2 separate regions of the Hordeum vulgare genome follow, and region 1 is linked to region 2. Evidence: chromatin contacts called from public Hi-C data. All regions are on one chromosome and are shown on one strand. The core of a region is the stretch at or near the end of the contact, and the rest is flanking DNA. Distances in the headings are between cores, read along the strand shown.

What was found. A called contact is a pair of places that touch in the nucleus more often than the background predicts.
Region 1: a contact with region 2 is called in a Hi-C map of seedling, with 2.8 times the contacts expected there. The contact joins the promoter of LOC123404062 here to the promoter of LOC123402147 in region 2. A contact is called at or near these places in 3 of 6 Hi-C or Micro-C datasets (leaf and seedling) and 1 of 1 datasets of contacts at active chromatin or transcription factors (embryo).

What each region holds. Positions count from the first base shown.
Region 1 is chr6H:111,533,942-111,540,073 of MorexV3_pseudomolecules_assembly, reverse strand. LOC123404062 reads left to right here and starts at 3,416. Exons shown (of 5, transcript XM_045097987.1): 1 at 3,416-3,975; 2 at 5,471-5,551; 3 at 6,063-6,125. The coding sequence starts at 3,592. It also overlaps the pseudogene LOC123405183.
Region 2 is chr6H:111,192,160-111,198,499 of MorexV3_pseudomolecules_assembly, reverse strand. LOC123402147 (homeobox protein knotted-1-like 2) reads left to right here and starts at 4,066. Exons shown (of 6, transcript XM_045096027.1): 1 at 4,066-4,489; 2 at 5,256-5,376. The coding sequence starts at 4,181. LOC123402148 (a long non-coding RNA gene) reads left to right here and starts at 5,383. Exons shown (of 2, transcript XR_006611241.1): 1 at 5,383-6,091; 2 at 6,170-6,340.

The DNA of each region.
Region 1 (6,132 bases), core at 2,167-4,666, 340 kb before region 2:
TCGCCTCGCCTCGAACACATCGCCAACGGAGCAGCCGACGAACCGGAGCCAGCGCTCGATCCGTCCGTCCGTCTGAAGACATGGGCCTCAAGGTACGAGATGCACGCGCAAAAATCCTCTGCTTCCTCTCCCCCTCTCGATCTCGCGCTCCCTCTCCCTGTTGGAGTCTTGGAGCCCCGGTCGGCCGCTGCTCTCCTACCAGGCGCATGGCTCCCTCGCGCTGCTCGCTGCCGACCGCTCCCTTCTTGCGCGCCTCTGGACAACCGCTTGCGCTACTCTGCCGCGCCCCCGCACCACCGGCAGCGGCCTTAGGAAAGGGCGAACCGCTGATAGGTGGGACTAGGGCGGACACGAGAGGGGAGGAGCGGACGAGATCGGGGCGCTCAGTTTTGTCCGTCGTGGACCCATTTATGACCTAGTTTGGGTCGGGATGGACAACAAACGGACACACACGTTTGTTTAGGGTCATTCCGTTGGACCAACTTTTATGTCCGAATGACCCAAACGAATAAAATGGATCGTTGCGTTGGGTTGCTCTTAATTAAAAACATAAACATCTCTTGCCTTGGCTATTTTGTTCGATCACCGAATAAAGCAGCACCGATCTATAACAAGACATGGACGGACCTACCGATTCAGGCTGCAGGTGGGAGCGGACCTAAGTGGGACTAGGTGGGCTATCCCACTTATATCATTTTAGTGGACTCCCACTGGATAGGAAATAAATTAATCGGGTTATCCCACATAACCCATTGGAACCCACTTTAGCCCACCAACCCCTTATAGATTTCTTTCGTGGACAGAGGGATCAGACGAGGCGCCGGTCTTACGGTAGGTGTCCTTCTTCATGTCGCCGAGCAGGAGTGCGAGCTCGAGGTCGAAGACGAGCGCGATGTAGAAGCCCTCTAGTGGCTCTGGCCCGGCGCCGAACCTGGTGGCGGAGAGCTCCCAGAAGATGTCGACCTTCCGCCGTCAACGTCGAGGCTCTTGGAGCCCTTCTTCTTGGAGAAGAGCTAGGGCTTGATGTCCGCCTTGCAGAGGCTCTGGCCGGACAGGCCGTCGACGGCGACGCTGAGGCCTTGCCCCATGAGGCTCTTGCTCGAGTGATGCTCATTCAGTATCTGTACCGCTGCAGCTTGTGAAAGCAAGGAGACCCAACTCAGGGTCCAATTTGTTACACTACCCAATTATCAAAATCAAGCCAAATCCCACTCTACCGCGGTACAAACACACGCCATCCATCCCGAGTCTGACAATCAATCTCACACGCACAGCCTACTAGTTCTTCTCCACTTGCACACATCCAAGATCCAACACACACAAGGGTGACAACAGAATGCGAAAACCAAGAATGAATTGCCTGGACACAACAGCATACCCCTGGATCCCCGACCAACCCACGGAACCGGACACCATCACGACGGATGCAAACCCACCCGTCCTCGGGGCGCCGTGGTACGCCGGCCGGCGGCCAGGAGAAGCCGTTGTTCTAGGTTGCATCAAAGTGCCACTTCACGCTTGATGGAGATGCAGGTTCAGCGGCACCCAGAGGCAGTCGGAGCTCTGCTCGCCTTTGCCCGCCTCGGTTCTGCCGCCATTGGAGCCACCGTCGTGCTCATCCTTCTTCGTGTTGAGGAAGCGGTCGTGGGTGCCCCTCGCCCGCCGCATCGCGTGCTGGTGCCGGGACTCGTGGAGGTAAGGCTGCGTGCTCGTCCTTCCCGTCGCGCGTCGTCGTGCCGTTCCTTGGGGCGGCCGGGGACAAGGCCAAGAGGGCACTGTCGTGGCCGGGGACAAGGCCAAGAGGGCGCTCTCGAGAAACCGCCGCCGGAAGCTCCCGCCTTCACCGCAGAAGCCGTCGGGAGGGGAGCAAGCTGGAGTGGGGAGAGCAGGACACATCAGAACCATGTCTTGTGTTAAGTGGGATATACTAGGATCTCATTTAACCCATTTAACGTTTGATGGGTTACCCATAATTTCCACCAATCTGTAGTGGGATCAGGTGGGTTGAGGTGGGATGCCCGCGAGCAGTCCCACCTGCAGCCTGACTACCGATTGATTGTAGAATGCTGCCTGCGTGCGTGCCCATCTCTGGCCAGCGGCGGCACTTCCACTTCGAGGCCGAGAAGAACCGGTCAGAAGAAGCACCACCGAATGGCGATCGGGAGGTCGTTCCACGCGGACGCGCGTGGAGACCGGGGCGTTTCGTCGAGTCCTAGAAGGCCAGCTCGCTGCGGAGGGTAAAAACGGAAAAGACCACCGGCAGTGTGACGAGCCCACTTCAGCTCAGTTTTATTTTATTTATTTATTATAATGTCCAAACGTTGGACTGGTTTGAGATTCTTCGTCGTAGCCCAGTAGATCAGGACTGGAGTCGCCAGCTAGCTTGGCTTGCTGGCGCAGGAACTAGAGCTATTTCCCTGCAGCCGAGCAAAGTGCCGATGCTTCGTTTGCAAGGATACTCCAGGGTCTCCAGGCCCAGGGTCAATACAGAGCCGTATTTTTACGTTTTTTATATTACAGATTTCAGTACGAGTTGGGTTACAGAATCGAATAATTCTTCTGCTAGCTAAAAATAATAACAATTCTCCTACTCTGAACAGAATTCTACTATCTGTAGTAACAGATTCAAGGCGGAAAATCCAACCTGCCCGGAGGGAGAAACCAGTGTGCTCTCGCAAGTCCCTACTGAAATTTAAAATGTAAATCGGTGCGCTGCCGCTGCCGCTGCCAAATAGGCCCCTGGTGTCAGCGAAAGGAAGACAAAGAAGAGGCTTCCACCGGTGAGGAACACTGTTGCATTGCCTGCCTGCTTGCGTGCGTGGGAATGCGCGCAGTAACTTCACGGTCAGCAGCGGCCAGCAGCAGAACGTGAACGAGAGAGAGGGGCAGCTCGAGAAGCAAAGCTCCCGTTCTTCTTCACAAGGCAAAAAAAAAAAAAAAAACCTATCCGAGAGAGGCTCAGGCGCTTTCCATCCATCATCATCATCCTTCTCAGGCTGGCTCACTGACTGACACGCTGCCCCCACCCGCAGCTCAAACTCCCATTCCGCTCCTCCCTCCTGGCTTGCGTCCTACGCCTGGCGCTTCTTCCGGGCCCACCCCGGCGTGCTTCGGTCTCTGACGCCCGGGCCCACCCGTCATTTCCGCGGTGGCCACTGTGCGCGGAAAGAAAGGCTTCCGCTCGGCTCCCGAACTTGGTCGGACAGCGGCCACCTCGCCGCGGTTACCCGCTGACGCGTGGGGATAGGTGACGGTGGGGCCCGGGGTTCAGCGGGAGGGGAGGTTAGGTGCTGCGATGTGGCGGTGCGGGGCAGGCGGGGTGCGTGTGTGTCGTGTGTGCGGGGCGGGGCGGGGGGTGGGATTATTTTAGTCGGCGGTTTTATTCCGCCATTTAAAAGGCCCGGCCACCACGCCGTGGCCTTGGTTCGTCTCCACGCCCCCCCATTCCTTTCCCTGCCCTGCTGCCCACCCACATCTCCACCTCCACCCTCCACCCTCCCTCTCTCCATCCACTCCACCGGCGCATCGGGTGTCTCCGTCTCCGTCCGTCCGGCCGCCGTACGTGGTGTTCTTTCTTCCTGAGCCGGCGACATGGCCGCCGCTGCTGCTGCTCCTGCAGGCGGCGACGACGCGGTCGCCGCCGACATCATCTGCTCGCTGCGCGGGGCCGACCTGGCCGGGTGGACGCCGCCGTGGAGCAAGCGCGCGAGGCCGATGGAGGACGCGAGGGAGCTGTCCTGGCCGGCCATGGCGCGCGGGAAGCGCTCGCAGCGCCGCTCTCCGGCGTCGTCGTCCGCGGCGGCGGGGGGTAAGAAGGCGAGGTGCGCCCGGTCCAGCCCGGCCTCGCCGCTCGACTACAGCGCCGGCTCCGCCTCCCTCCGCTCCGGCGCCTCCACCAGCGGCGGCGAGGACGGCGCCTTCTGCTCCCCCTGGCACCGCCGCGCGGCCACCGCGCCGGCGACGACGATGACGAAGGTTCGTGCCTGCGTCCATATCCATCCATCCACCCCCCACGTCCCTGCCGCCGCCCTCCGCTTTGCTTTGGGTTCTTCTCCCTCCCCCACCACCAGCGTCTCTCTCTCTCTCTCTCTCTCTCTCTCTCTCTCTCTCCCCTATCTCTGCGCTTTCCTTTCTTTCGTTTCTTTTTGCCCTTTTCGATTTTTCTCCCCTGCCCCGTGACGAAACTGCCCCTACTGGTCAGCAGCAGCAAAGATCCCTTCTTCCATTCGCCATGATTTGAACACCGCCTTTGTCTACCTTCTCCATCTCATCTTCTCGTCATCTCATACCATTTCATCTCAATCCCATCTCGCTTGGCGCAGCAGCCGTGTCCTGCTCCGGGGATCCGCATTGGTTCGCGCCCTCCCGAATTCCCACTTCAGTTACTCTACAAAACTACTGCCGGTTCCAGGGAAAAAAGCTGCCATGAAAAAGCGAGCTGAATTTCAGCATCTTTTCCCATAAGTGCGTGCGGATTTGCTTATGCAGAGCTGCTGGAGTGATGCACGCAGTAGTTGACTCCCAGTACTGGGGGGCAGTTCGGGGAACTGGCGGTGCAGCCGGTGGGTTGGGTGTGCCCCCCCCCCCCCCCCCCCCTCCACGCGACCACGCCCCTCCGTATCCCCGAGCTACCCCTCGGCTCCCCCACAGCGCGGGGGGCATTAAAGCGAGGGGCAGCGCGGTCATTCCCCCCACGTCCTTTATCCCCCGGCGCAATTGCTCGTGTGGTGGGAGCCTGCAGGGTGTGGCCCCCACCCCTACCCCCTCCCCGCCCTCTCTCTGGTGGTGTTGAGTGTACGCAGAGTCAAAAGCGCTGAGTTAAAACTCGGGATCCAAGTGGGTGGCATGGCAGCAGGATCGATGGCGTGCGTGGATGGCCGGCCGGCCGGCCGGCGCCGCCGTCGCGTCGGGTGGTTTTCTCCTGTTTGCCTTTTTGCGGGGAAGGACGGGGTGGCAGTGGGGCTTCGTGGATGGATGGATGGATGCCGATTGCCGAATAGGGACGGCGGCTTCTGTTACGGCGTTTGCGTCGTGTGGTGGTTGGTTGCGCCGGCGGATGGGGTTCCCTGCCTGACCAGAAATGGGCCATGTAAATCTGGTAACGTCGGTCGATACGGCCGAAGAAGAAAAAAAACCGTATTCTTTGCGTCACTCGCGTGCCTCATCATGCTGTTTGCCTGATTCCCGAACCGGCGTTTTTTTTGTTTTGAACGGGAGGAATATCTTCAGCATTATCGTCGGAAAGGAAGTATGTATCTTGAAACTATTCTTTTATTTTTTGAAATACGAGTAGTAGCAAATTTTTTGAAACTATTCTTTTACTCCCGTCCGTGATGTGTTGGGTCGAGGCAGCCGTGGCCTGTCGTTGCGTTGCATCCTCCAACTTAGAGCGTGATGATTTGTTCGATACCCGTCGCGCATTGATTGGTTTGTTCGCTTGCTTATTACAACTGCCCATCCCTTGCTGCAGGTGGGCTCCATCGGACGGCCACAGTTGACCTTCCAGGCCCCGCCTCCGCGGCCCGCCGGCCAGAGGCAACGGAAGAAAATGGTGAGCTCCTTCATCATCAAATACGTAACAGTTACTGTATTACTGTACCGAAATACGTGGAAAAGTATTACGTGGCGTACACGCGCTTTGTTTTACCGGTCTCGCTCGGCAAAAAGAGAGAGGGTCTGGCCATGACCCGGCGGCGAGCGCCACGCCACTAGTGTAGTCGTCACAAGGAAAAAGGCCGCAGTAGTGGTGGTTGAACTACATCAGTGTACGTATACTAGTTTAGTTTATAATAAAGGAGCAGCACATCTCGGCCTGCCGTTCGAAAGGGCGTGATGAGGGCTGGCTGAACAAGAAAGGGGGGAATCTTAGGGCCAAAGCCACAAAAGCTGTACGTACCAGCCAAAAAGACCTGCTTCATCACCAAGATAGCCCCATGACCAAAAAGCACAGGAATATAGCGATCCAGAGATTGTACATGATTTTGGGTCTGTTTCTTTCATGTCTCTGTGCTCTGCCTTGATTTGTAGTAGCGCTGATGATTGGTTGCTGCCGCGATTTGCAGAGGCTGCCGGAGGTCCAACAGCTGGTGCGGTCGCTCGCCGTGGAGAACGAGAGCCTACACGAGGTGATGA
Region 2 (6,340 bases), core at 2,817-5,316:
CTAATCCGAATAACTATGAGTAGTAAAACGGATTCGTATGGTATAGTAGATATTTGGAGTATTTCCGAATATCACGTAGTAGCAGCATCTATAAGATGACATAAAGATTTGTAAAGCACACACGGATCTGAAAGATTCAGAACCGTTGACTAAAACCTCTCTCACGAGTAAGACATGATCAGACCCCAGAACTATATGGGTGTTGGATTCGTTAAAATTACATGGTGATGTGAACTAGATTATTGACTCTAGTGCAAGTGGGAGACTGTTGGAAATATGCCCTAGAGGCAATAATAAATTAGTTATTATTATGTTTCCTTGTTCATAATAATCGTTTATTATCCATGCTAAAATTGTATTGAATGAAAACATAGATACATGTGTGGATACATAGACAAAACAATGTCCCTAGCAAGCCTCTAGTTGGCTAGCTAGTTGATCAAGGATAGTCAAGGTTTTCTGACTATGTGCAAGTGTTGTCGCTTGATAACTGGATCACATAATTAGGAGAATCATGTGATGGACTAGATCCAAACTATGAATGTAGCATATTGATTGTGTTGTTTTATTGCTATTGTTTTCTGCGTGTCAAGTATTTGTTCCTATGACCATGAGATCATATAACTCACTGGCACCGGAGGAATACCTTGTGTGCATCAAACGTCACAACGTAAATGGGTGACTATAAAGGTGCTCTACAGGTATCTCCAAAGGTGTCCGTTGAGTTAGTATGGATCAAGACTGGGATTTGTCACTCCGTGTGACGGAGAGGTATCTCGGGGCCCACTCGGTAATACAACATCACACACAAGCCTTGCAAGCAATGTGACTAAGTGTAAGTCACGGGATCTTGTATTACAGAAAGAGTAAAGAGGCTTGTCGGTAATGAGATTGAAATAGGTATGCGGATACCGACGATCAAATCTCGGGCAAGTATGTTCATACCGAAGGACAAAGGGAATGACATACATGATTATATGAATCCTTGACACTGAGGTTCGTTAAGATCTTCGGAGAATATGTAGGATCCAATATGGGCATCTAGGTCCCGCTATTGGATATTGACCGAGGAGTTCCTTGGGGCATGTCTACATAGTTCTCGAACCTGCAGGGTCTGCACACTTAAGGTTCGACGATGTTTTAGTATAGTTGAGTTATATGTGTGGTTACCGAATGTTGTTCGGAGTCCCGGATGAGATCACAGACGTCACGAGGGTTTCCGGAATGGTCCGGAAACGAAGATTGATATATAGATGGTTTCATTTGGTTACCGGAAGGTTTTCGGGCATTACCGGCATTGTATCGGGAGTGACGAATGGGTTCCGGGAGTGAGCCCAAAGGCATAGGGTGGCGCCACAAGTCCCTAGTGGGCTGGTGGAGACAGCCCAAGAGGGCCTTGGCGCCAAGGAAAGAAAACCAAAGAAAAAGAAAAAAAAAGAGGTGGGAAGGAAGAGAAGGACTCCACTTTCCAATCCTAAATTGGAGTAGGATTGGAGTAGGACTCGTCCTCTCCTTTGGCCGGCGCACCCTTGAGGGCTTGGCCCTCAAGGCAAGCCCCCTCCCCCTCCCTCCTATATATAGTGGTGATTTAGGGCTGATTTGAGACAACTTTTGCCACGTGCAAGTCAGATATAGACAAGATAGTTCTTCCTCTAGATCGTATTTTTACGGAGCTCGGGCGGAGCCCTGCAGGAGTAGATCGTCACCACCACTGGAGTGCCGTCACGCTGCCGGAGAACTCATCTACTTCTCCGTCTTGCTTGCTGGATCAAGAAGGCCGAGATCATCGTCGAGCTGTACGTGTGCTGAACGCGGAGGTGCCGTCCGTTCGGCACTAGATCGGAATGGATCGTGGGACAATTCGTGGGACGGTTCGTGGGGCTGATCGAGGGACGTGAAGACGTTCCACTACATCAACCACGTTTCTTAAACGCTTCCCGCTGTGCAATCTACAAGGGTACGTAGATCCAAATCTCCTATCGTAGATGGACATCACCATGATAGGTCTTCGTGTGCGTAGGAATTTTTTTGTTTCCCATGCAACGTTCCCCAACAATAGCTACTGGTCATGGACTCATGGTCCAAGGAGGACTACTCACGACACGTCCGGGAAGCGTCCATGGTGGTGGAGAAGCTCCGGGGGTCAATCCTCCCTCCAACAGGGTGCCGGGAAGAGGTCTCGTGACGCTCCCAATCTTGGAAGCGCTGAGGAGGCGGAACGATGGAGAAATTCGCGATTCCAGAAAGTCTGCGAGGGTTTCCTCACGGATCTCTAAATATAGACCAAAGGAGGGCACTAGAGGAGGTGGGACCCACCCAAACGACCTCCTGTCGCGGCCTAGGGCCTGGCCGCGCCAGCAGGCCGCATCGGAGGCCCCTGGCCCCCCTCTGGCCCTCCTTCGGTGACCCCGAAGCTTTTGTTTCGCTGATTTTTTATATATTTTTCTGGATTTTTTCGGGCTTCCAAAAATTGGGTAAAAGCCCGTGCAAAATAGACATCAGCACACAGAAACTGTCACCGGGTGCAATGAGTTAGTAGGTTAGTCCAAATATGTGTAAAATGATATAAAAGTGTAGCAAAACATATAACATTGTCACCCAAATGATCATGGAACAAGTAAAAGTTATAGATACGTTTGGGACGTATCACCCGCGCCGCCGCGCCTTCGCCCCGCTCGCGCCGCCGTCGTCGAAACCGCCCGATGGACAACCACATAGACATCCCCCTCACCCCCTCCTATGCCCGCGATCCCTCCACTGCCGCCACAAGCGCCGGCGCAAACCCTAGCCCGACGAGCTTTGGGCTCGTCTCCGCCGGAGCTCCTCCGAGCACCGGTCTCGCGCTTAACCTTTTCATGACACCACGACGACCTCGGCGGGTGGTGGCGCGCCGGCGCCCGCCGTGACACGCGCCCCCCTTGAAGATTCCAAATGCACCGGCGGTGAAGAAGGCCGTCAAGAAGGTGTCCGGAAAGAAGAAGAAGGCGGATGATGGCTCCACTAGGCCGCCGAAGAAGAAACTTGCACGTCGTGCGACGGACGCGGCTCACGGGCGCAATATTTGTCGCCGCTGCTCGAGCCAGCACACTCCGTCGCGCTAAAATTTCTAATTTCGACGCTGCAAAATCGTTTTTGCGCGTGCGGCGATACCGCGACTATTGAAGATGCTCCAAGGCATACGATTAGGGCTGGACCAAAAGCTCGTAGCTCGCGAGCCTAATGAGCGCTCGATAGTTCGGCTCGTTAAGCTCGTGGCTCGCTTCTTAATGAAGAGAGCCAATCATCAATTTCAGCTCGTTAAGATTAACGAGCTTAACGAACAAGCTAACGTGTTTCACGAGTGGCTCGTTAAGCTCATTAATAACAATACAACATATTTTCATCGTACATGACAAAATTTACGTAGCACCTCATCCCATCTACTCAATCTAATCTATATACAAAGTTACAAACTAATGAATTTTTTTATAGGCACCATTTTTTCTTTTTAAAAACCACACCTACACACTTATCATATACACCGTCACACATTAAAATCTGTTAACAAGCGCTCGCGAGTACTCACGAGCTTAACGAGTTTCAAACGAACCGAGCCGAGCAGGGTTTTCAGCTCGTTAATCTTAATGAGCTTAACAAGTCGAGCCTTCACGAGCACGAGCTTAACAAGCCGAGTAGCTCGTTAATCCACCCCTATATAGGATCAATGCAAATATTGTCAATCCACAACATATAATTTCAAATTCAAACTCACATTCATTCATGAGGTACGAAGGAAAAGAAATCATGCAATGAAGAGTGACCAATAGTATGGCATGTCACCGTTCATGCTAAATTTTAAATGTGTTCTTCTCCATGGATTTTTAACTGTAATTTGGTCTCGACGGCGGCCAGCAGCTGTATCTCCTCGTCGGTATCGACGCCGTAGGGTGCACGTCTCTGCAGTCCACACCTCACATACTTTGACGAGCTCGTCGTCTCGCCCGCTCGCGGACAGTCGTCAGCTGCGACAAGGACGCCAACCCACCCTGCCATCAGTCATCCACTCCGCCCGTCCCTCCCACCCCCACCAACCAAAACCCACAACCGCCGAGGTCGTTGCGCCTCCTCTCCCCCCTGAGCGCCCCGCCTCCGCCTGCCTCCCTCCACCTCGCCACCCGACGACGCGGCGACGGAGGGCTCGATGTCGTTCCACTACCCGGACCACGGGCTCGCGATGGACGCGGCGGCGGCTGCCGCGGCCGCCGCCTCGTCGCCAAACCCTAGCTTCTCCCCCGGCGGCGGCGGCGGGGAGAGGGAGAAGGCGGCCGTCGCGGCCCACCCGCTGTACGAGCGGCTCCTGGAGGCCCACGTCGCCTGCCTCCGCGTCGCCACCCCCGTCGACCAGCTCCCCCGCATCGACGCGCAGATCGCGGCCCGCCCGCCCCCGCTCGCCGCCGCCGCCGCCGCCGCGGGCGGGCCCTCCGGAGGCGAGGAGCTCGACCTCTTCATGGTATCTATGGCTTTCGCGCCCCTGCCCTTTATTTTTTTCCTGCGTTACCATGCCACCTGGTGCCGTGCCTGCCTTGTTAGGGTGTGTGTATATGCTTCGTGTGAACAATTGGAATTCGGAATTGGGATAAAATTTGCATAGGTTTTGAGTAGGGCTGGTGATGGGTTTGTGATGTGCACCGTGTGGCGAACGTGGGAGGGTCGATCTGACTAGAGGCTGCTGGTTATTATAACAACACTGCTGCAATTTCCTTATTGATTTGTTTCGTATGAAGTAGAAATGAAGCCAAAGCAGGTACGACTAGGGTTCATCGATATAGTGGCACCATACCTGTTGAAGCAGTGTAGATACGCCATGGGTGGTGGACCTTTTTGTGGTTTACAGCGTACTAACAACTTATTTGGCAGACCTGAAATGCCATACTCCCTCTGTCCCAAAATAACTGTCTCAGTTTCGTACTAGCTCTAGTACAAAGTTGTACTAAGCTTAAGACACTTATTTTGGGATGGAGGGAGTACTATACTAGCATACGTGCTCGTCTATATGAATTGCCCATTTCTGTCTTTACTTCGATCTTCTTTAGTAGTGCCCTTACGGCTACTGATCATCTACAATGCTTTTATGTTGCGCATTACTAGAATTTCCTCTTCTTTTCAGATACTCGTATATCTTCTAAGAAATGAATATGTTGCTTACATCTAGCATAATGTTTTTCTCTGGGTATAATCCTGCTTGTGGATTCTAATTGTCCTTCACTGGCTTGCAGACACATTATGTATTGCTTCTCTGTTCATTTAAAGAACAGCTCCAGCAGCATGTACGTGTTCACGCAATGGAAGCGGTGATGGGCTGCTGGGAGCTTGAACAATCCTTACAGAGTCTAACAGGTAAATGAAAGCTTTTCTGTGTATATTGCTTGAGCAGGGTGGCAGAAATTCTCCAATCTACTGCATGGTGATTTCAATAATTTGGAAACCAAAAACAGGTCCGGTCCTGAGATTTTGGGGGCCCGGGGCGAAACTAGAATCCGAGGCCCAATCATATAAAACATCATATTAACCGATATATGCATGTATGATTTTTTGCCAATTAACATGTAGAGTGCATGCACAAGAAATATTCTTATCAAATAATTTATACCACATATTATACCCTGAAAATTGGTACCTCATCAAGAATAGCATATTCTGTAATGAATTAAATATGTGCTCATGATCACTCACATTGTTACCATCCGTGTTGATGTCAACAATTATCCATGGTCCATGGATCGTTCTTGTTATTCTGTCAACTAATGTACTCATTTTCTCTTTTTCCTTCCTCACGACGGGATGCATACTTCATAGCTGACATGACTGCTGAAATTTGAAGTAATAGTAAGCAATTTATCATGCAAAGATACAAAGTCACAAAAGTAGATCAACCCAATAAAATCTTACCAACTGTCACACTGAATTCACACGTGACAAATCACAAATAAATATCTAACCCTAAATTTGTACGAGTAAGAAACAAATATCTAGCTAGCCAGGACTTGAGGAGTGGAGGATGGAGGTAAGATCTGCTCTCGTGGATCATGTCCCAGTATCACGAACAGCAAGGGTGAGCATCCATCAAAAGAGTCTCGGTCATCTTCTTCAGCAGGTCCAGGATGAGTAATATGCAAGGTTTGACCTCCAGCTTCATGCGTACGATCATCATACTTCCGACATCTCTAGCACCACCGTCGACATCTCTAGTGCTGCTCGATCATTGGCGTTTTGAAGACCTGCCAAGTCATGAATGCCCTGGCCACCTTACGCAACAGGTTGATATTGAATTTTTCAAGTCATGAATGCCCAGGTCACCTTT